Linked DNA regions of Ovis aries: region 2 is linked to region 1. A link is a contact called in public Hi-C data. All regions are on one chromosome and are shown on one strand. The core of a region is the stretch at or near the end of the contact, and the rest is flanking DNA. Distances in the headings are between cores, read along the strand shown.

Region 1 (3,950 bases), core at 802-3,301:
AATTAGAATTTAATGAGTGCTGCTGCTGCTGCTAAGTCACTTCAGTCGTGTATGACTCTGTGCGACCCCAGAGACAGCAGCCCACCAGGCTCCCCCATCCCTGGGATTCTCCAGGCAAGAACACTGGAGTGGGTTGCCATTTCCTTCTCCAATGCGTGAAAGTGAAGTCGCTCAGTCCTGTCCGACTCTTCAAGAACCCATGGACTGTAACCTATCAGGCTCCTCCATCCACGGGATTTTCCAAGCAAGAGTACTGGAGTGGGTTGCCATTGCCTTATCCAACTTTATCAACGAGGCCTTCTCAGACCACACATGAAATGGTACCTACTCTCTCTACCCTCCATACTCTATCTCATCTACACTTATCCCCATCTGATGTATTTGAACTTGTCTCTCTGCTCATTGCTCATCTTCTACAAGAGTATAAACTCCATGAGGATAGGAGTTTTTTTGGTTCATGGCTGTATTTTCAACACCTTTGCACATTGCATATCAGGTCTCTATGAATACACGTTCAAATGACTGGATGAATGGTATAGAAACTCTGGACCCCTTCCTTTACCTCTAAATATTTTATTTTAAAAGCTAAGAATCTCTTTTAAATTCAGTATCAGAGACATACCATGAAGTAAAACTGTAAGGCACTTCAAATGAAAATAATTTTATAATAAAATTATAATGTTCACACATATATGTGGGTTTAAATAGTTTTATAGTGTTCTAATAAACATATTTCAATTAACAACTTCAAAAAGAATTTTTAAAAAAGGAACTTTCTTGGTTCTTAGGGTCCAAATATAAACATGAGACATCAATGGAAATCACATATTAGGTAACTAAAACATTTTCTTGCCGTAAGAACACAGTTGTGCTTTAACAGAATAAAAGTTTAAAACAAAAGAATTAAAAATTGCTTTCTGTCTAGCCACACAATTTAAACCATTCACCCTTCCATTAAATATTCTCATTCCCTATTAAAATACTTGATTCTATAGGCAAGATTGTCCAGGTCAGTAAATTTATATTATAGGTACAATAAAAAGTGATCTTTAGTGGTATTTAATACTAATTTTATGAAAATCTAAAACTACATTATGTAATGTAGGATTTATTAATATTTCCAATCAACTCACACATAAAAAGTTACTCGCTGGAGGTGTCCTCATAGTGCCACTGCTAATAGCATTAACGCTGACAGGTGGCATCCATCACACTCAGGCCCTTTCTGGATTTCTTCCATCCGAGCACTAATTTAGGCAGTACGGAGAAGTCTAAGTGTGTCACCACAGTATATTAGTTCTATATTACAGAGATGACGACAGACAGCAACTGAATCACAGAGGAAGAAAACTCTCCGGAGGCGAGAGGGTCAGCTATTCCGAGTACACTTCTGAACCTTGCAAAACATTCCAGACAGAGGATCAGGATAAGCAAAGGCATATAGACAAAAGGGAATTGAGAGGTAGGTTGGGGCGGGAGGGGCCACTGTTAGAAGGAGGGCGGGGAGGCCTGACTGGCAACGCCAATATTGGCTTGATTCTTAGATTGTAAATACAGACAGGATTTATGCGGGTCAGTAAAGAATTGGGGAAGATCCTCTGCGGAACAACTTGGAGAATAGCCTGGGGCGTTCGGGTGATGGGGGCAGAGCAGGACGTGGATACCGGTTAGGAGGCCGCAGATAAAGAGAATGGCCGTGAGTGGCAGAGTATAAACTGGAAGCCCGAATCGGGGTCGCTTGTGGAGTAGGGCTGGCAGGATTTGATGCCAAGCGGCCCCCTCGGTCAGAGCTCCTAGTATGGAGACGCTGGGCGGGAGGAGGGGGCGGAAATGGCGCTCGGTTACCCGGGCGACGGCGTCTAGGGGCGGAGACGGCCCCCACAAGGTTAGTTCAGCATTCCCCCTCGCCCCCTCCCCCGTCTCGGGCGAGGTGCCCAACGGTTGCCCCCGAGGCTCGCGTGGAGCAGGCAGGGCGCGAGCCGGAGCGCACGGGGAGCTGGCGCACGGGTGGGCGGGGCTCGGTCCTGCGCCGCCGCCACCGCCGCCGCCCAGTCGACGCAGGTGCGGCCGCCGCGCCCGCCGGCGCCCCCGCGGGGATGGGGCCGGTCTCTTAGGATGAGGCGTTGGTAGCAGGTACAAGGGCGGGCGCGACCTGGGGACTGGGTGAGGAGGTGGGTCATTTGCCAGAGGACCCAAGGCTGCGCACCTTTCTTTCTGGAACCTTCCAGATCTTTGCGTTTGTTTTGCACATGATGGATGTCCAATAAATTGCTTCTTTACCAGGAGGGACTGCCGTTGTTTTCAGGAATCACAAGACTTCCGGGGACGGTGGCTGAACTGTAGGATTACAGTGTTCGTTTTGGTAGAAACAACAGGATCTTGTTGTTCCAACATTACTGCTAACTCCTGTTCCTACCAGCTTCTCTGGCAGACTCGGGGTGGGGGAGGCGGGGCGGGGAATAGGGAAGACAGAGATGTAATGAGTAATGTGTAACCTTGGACAGTCTAATCCAAATGAGATTGTATTAAATGCTGTGCAAGGGCCCTCTCAGCTGGAACCCTGTCTGTTAAGTGAGGAGTCTGGTTCTGCATCAATATCAGTATCAGAAACAGTGAGTTCTCAGATGAGTCCACCCTCCCCCCCAAAACTCTGCTCCCTGTCCCCACTGAGGCTGTTCCGGGCTGAGTTCATGCATCTTTATTTTTTTCTTTTTTAAATTATGAAAGTATGATAACATATTTACAGAAGACGTGGACAATACAGAACAAATGTAATCTATAGTTCCACTGTATATTATAATTATTTTTAGGTGAATAAGTTACGATTTTTAGTCGGAGTTTCAGCATCAAGCTCTCAAAAGTTAATAGAATGAATACGTAGAATAGCCAGAAAAGTAGAAAGATATAATAGACCTTAAGAGCCCTGTGGTGTTCATGCATCTTGGTGTACTTTAGGAGCAAGGGAAAGTAGAAGAAAAGTGAAGTTGGCTGTTTCTTAGGATGCCAGGGTCTTTTGATTGGCATCCACTTCTTGCTTCCTCCGAAGCCGCCCTTTCAGGAAAGGAAGGCTCAGCACCTTCCACCGTCCCAGAACTCAGCGGGGCAGGACTGTTTCTCTGTGTAAAGTCATGGGGTGGACGTGGGGGAGTGTGGGAGATGCCTGGTCCTCCCAGCTCTGTTGTTTTTAGATTTATACAGTTATCTTTGTCTTGTGGGTAAAATGGTTTTTATGCCCTGGAGACATTTTTATACTCCTGAATTGAGAGCAGAAATTGACAATTTATTTTGTATATGCAGACTCCTTACCATTATGATTTACAAAGAGGACTCGGTGTTGTCTATTTAGTATGTTAGGGCCACTCACATCCACAGTTCATTAAATAGGGCCTCTGTGAACCACCTGTTCCCACACTAGAAGCCCTCAAATGATTTGATATAGTAGGATAAATAAGGGCCACCCAAAAATATCAGATCCTAATCCCTGGAATTATAAATGTGATAAGCCAAGAAGGTCTTTGCATATATGATTAAGTCAAGGATCTTGAACTAGAAAGGTTATCTGAGTGGATCCTAAATGCAAACAGTAGAATCCTTGAGGGAGGCAGAGATTAGACAGGGAAGGGGAGACTGCATTGTGAACACAGGTCAGAGTGATGTGGCCACAAGCCAAGAAATGCCAGCAACTACCAGAAGCTGGTGGAGGGAAGAAATGGATTCTTTCTTTGAACCTTTGAAGGGAGCACAGCCCTGCCAATACTGGGATTTCAGCCCTGTGAGACTGATTTTGAACTTCTGGCACCAGAACTGTGAAAGAATAAATGTCTATGGTTTTAAACCACCAAGCTTTTGGTAACTTGTTATGGCGATTATAGGAAACTAATACATACAGTTATGCTTATAAGTCACATAGAATCAGGCCTGTATTGATGAATGTTTTAAATCTTTCCAGC
Region 2 (3,950 bases), core at 755-3,254, 65 kb before region 1:
TCCATCACACAAATGCATGAGGTAGGTTTGCTGAAACTGCCTTCTATGGGACTCAGATTTCCCCTTCTTCAGTTTCATGGGTTACAGTGCAGACAACAAGAGTGTAATTTGTGTTTGCATAAAACCAGAACACAAAAGAAAAGATCCAGGCATTATTGAGCATTCCCATACCGAAAGGGCAAAGTTCAGTTTTGTTAGTTAGTCTCATAATTCAGCAAATATACCTCTTATCCACTGGTAATATCCCAGCGCCAAATCTCTCTAATGTTCCCTCTGCTTCCAGGAGATAAGCAGAAACCTAATTACTATTTGGTTAAATTAGAATATATTTGATCATTAAGGAGGTGAAATTAAGGGAACAATAATTCAACTATGCAATTTCTGAACTCTGTGTTTGTCGTTCACAAAGAAAGAAAAAGTTCACCAGTCTTCCTTGAGTGCTATCTAAACAAGGACGATTTCTCCTTCTTACTCTTCCTCTCTACTATATATCTGTCTATCTATCCATCCACCTATCCATCCATCCACCTATCCCTCCATTCACCCATCCATCCATTTCCACATATATCTATCCATATTCCTTGAGCTATCTATCCATTTGAACCTTCAACCGCATCAAAAAACAATGTAGGCATACAGCTGGAAATTGCCATTAGTACAAAGCAGTCACCCCTATCTGTGTGAACTCCCTGGGAACTGAAAGTGCAAACACAATCTGTTGTCGTTTAGTCGCTAAGTTGTATCTGACTCTTTTGTGACCCCATGGACTGTAGCCCGCCAGGCTCCTCTGTTCATGAGATTCTCCAGGCAAGAATACTAGAGTGGATTGCTATTTCCATCTCCAGGGGACCTTCTGGGCCCAGGGATCGAACCCGCATCTTCTGCATTGGCAGGTGTATTCTTTACTACTTAGCCACCAGGGAAGCCCACTAACTCATTGTACAAATGTGAAATAAAAACCTGCCCAAAGAAACAGCCTCTCTCTGATCATATAATATTAGATTGTTATGTCTCACGACCCAGGTACATATCTGCATGACCAGAGTCACGAGAACAAACTAGAATTCAAACCAGAGGAAAGAACTGAAGACTGCAAATCATACTACTTTGTTCCAAGTCCCTGAGCGGTTCTTTATACCACCCAGAGGCAAAGTCCAAGTCCTTGAGTTGGCCACAGGTTCCAATGTGGTCTGGCTGCCCACCTCCATCCTCCTTGCTTGCTCTGCTCCACCCACTCAGGGCCCCTTTCCTGATCTCCTGGCATGTCCTACTAGAGGACCCTGGAACTAACAGTACCCTCTGCCTTGAATGTTCTTTCCTCAAACATCTGCCTCACGCACTGCCTTATCTCCTGGTCTTTCTATGTCTATGTCATTGTTTGCTTGTATTTTTTAAACTCTGGTCTTTACTCTTACCTTTCTTCCTACTTATTTTGAAATAATAAATTACTGTTTAAGCCACTAAATGTAGAACTTACTTGTTACTTAGCAATAGCTTGTAATAGCTTCCCTGGTGGCTCAGACGGTAAAAGCGTCTGCTACAAAGAGGGAGACCTGGGTTTGATCCCTGGATTGGGAAGATCCCCTGGAGAAGGAAATGGCAACCCACTCCAGTGTTCTTGCCTGGAAAATTCCATGGATGAAGGAGCCTGGCGGGCTACAGTCCATGGGGTTGCAAAGAGTCAGACATGACTGAGTGACTTCACTTTCACTTTCACAACAGCTTACTGAAACACAAAGGAAAAACAGTTTCTCTACAAGTAAGCTACTTTGAGAAGTTCCAGGAGAAATGTTAGTTAGCCTAAGCATAGTGCTGCGGTTAAGTTTGACTGATAGGCTGTGAAATCAGAAATCAGAGAGTGCTAAAATGAATCAAAACGTATTTTGCTCAGAAAGCTGAAATGACTTGTTGAAGGTCACGGAGTAAGTAGGACCAGATCTAGGAAGAGAGCTGGAGCTTTTCTAACTGTCACCTCACCATGTGTTTATTTATTTGTTCTATGAACACTTACTGAGTACATTCTTTATGTATGGCACTGTGCCAGGAGCTAGGGACACAGAGATGGCCCTTGTCCTTAGCGAGGTTACATTCCATTGGGCGACACAGACCTTAAGCAATGAATTTTTTTTTTTTTTTGGTTTGTTTAGTTACAACTGTGATAAGAGTCATGAAGGGGAATAAGGTGACTTTGAGAGTCTATCATGGCGAGGGGTTCTGAAACAGTCTGGGGAGAACAGAAAGAGACAGTTTAGAGATACCCAAAGGACAAGTGAAAATTCACTGAATGTTGAAGGGAATGGGAACATTTCATGCAGAACTGGAGGTGTGAGTCCTTTCCCCTACAACCTCTTCTCAGGTATCATGGTGTTCCCTATTCTTGAATGCCTGGGTCAGCAAGATAATTAGTAGATAAGAATAGCAAGTGAAATTACATAGAAAAAAAAAGAGAAATAAAGTAAGAGTGGAGTTTTCTCAACTGAGAGATTTAACAGGAAGGCCAATTAGTCCAAGAAGAGGTGGGACACCACGAATATTGAAAGGTGGGAATTATTCAAGCTGCTAACAAGGGGTTTGGGTTATAAACCACCAAGAGCAAGGGTCTCACTAGGAATTCCTGTGCCTCCAACACTCCACTGTAGCCTTCACTGGCCAGTGTTTGTCCAGTGTCTTTATTAAGTTTGCCTACTACACAAAGGCTCAGGTACAAGAAGTAATGACATCTCTGGGGCGGGGGGTGGGGGGGGCAGATAAGAACTGATCAGTGTGGATTTCTGGGGTCACTACCACACTTCATTGCTGACAACATCCCTGAGGATGCCTCATCCAGCTCCCTAACGTTGCAGTGCTTTGATCTCTTTAGCAGGAATCCACGTGATTCAGACACTTCTGCTCATGGCAGATCTAGACCTGTTGTCCTATTGTTATGTTGAAATGCTCTAACCGCTAAACCTTAAATTCTTGCATTCCAGACTCTGAACACGCCCTCCTTACCTCCTAATCTTGCCGCATGTTCTCTACGCTGTGCTCATCACATGTATTCTTTAATCTTAAGGTCATGTATGGATGTGAGAGCTGGACTATGAAGAAGGCTGAGTGCCGAAGAATTGATGCTTTTGAACTGTGGTGTTGGAGAAGACTCTTGAGAGTCCCTTGGACTGCAAGGAGATCCAACCAGTCCATTCTGAAGGAGATCAGCCCTGGGATTTCTTTGGAGGGAATGATGCTGAAGCTGAAACTCCAGTACTTTGGCCACCTCATGCGAAGAGTTGACTCATTGGAAAAGACTCTGATGCTGGGAGGGGTTGGGGGCAGGAGGAGAAGGGGACGACAGAGGATGAGATGGCTGGATGGCATCACCAACTCAATGGATGTGAGTTTGAGTGAACTCCAGGAGTTGGTGATGGACAGGGAGGCCTGGCGTGCTGCGATTCATGGGGTCGCAAAGAGTCGGACACGACTGAGCGACTGAACTGAACTGAACTGAACCATATCTTTGGTCCATTGACACCTTGTTTTGGGGAGAAACCTGTAAGGGAGGGAGGGAGGCAGGATGGCACAGATGTTAAGATGTGGTTCACTCTGACCTCTGCTCAGCCTGATTCTTCAGGCTGAAAATGCCACTCCTGGGCATTTTCTGCTCCTTTCAGCAGAAGGCAATTCACCCTGGAAAACTACAGCAGGGAGCCCGACAGTCAATGCTCCCAGCAGCTCAGGGTAGGGGAACACCAGTCCAGTCAAGGGGACCTGGGCACAGGACCCACCACAGCTCCTCCAGCATCCAAGCCCACAACCTTACCTATGTCTATTGTCTTCTCATTGCTGAATTCCTGTGTCAGCCACCCCTCCACACAGGTCTAACCCAGATGAATTGTCACCATAGCACTCATTACATGGTCAGTCTCTAGTTTAACCATCAGCTAACTCATTCGATAAGCTTCCAGACAGTGGGG

What was found. Hi-C and Micro-C count contacts between places; a contact is called where the count stands out from the background.
Region 2: a contact with region 1 is called in a Hi-C map of liver, with 2.8 times the contacts expected there. The contact joins the enhancer-like site here to the promoter of CCDC158 in region 1. A contact is called at or near these places in 2 of 16 Hi-C or Micro-C datasets (liver and mixed tissues).

The regions. Positions count from the first base shown.
Region 1 is chr6:92,035,235-92,039,184 of ARS-UI_Ramb_v3.0, reverse strand. It overlaps CCDC158 (coiled-coil domain containing 158), which reads left to right and starts at 2,051. Exons shown (of 23, transcript XM_060417295.1): 1 at 2,051-2,133.
Region 2 is chr6:92,100,100-92,104,049 of ARS-UI_Ramb_v3.0, reverse strand. The region is part of intron 1 of SHROOM3 (shroom family member 3); the gene reads right to left. Among named protein-coding and RNA genes, the nearest start is that of TRNAC-GCA, 25 kb to the right of the region's middle. Within about 2 kb of position 2,004, at least 5 of the 54 cell types and tissues checked have an H3K27ac peak or open chromatin away from gene starts, as enhancers often do. A contact at or near this core is called in liver, where this site is marked.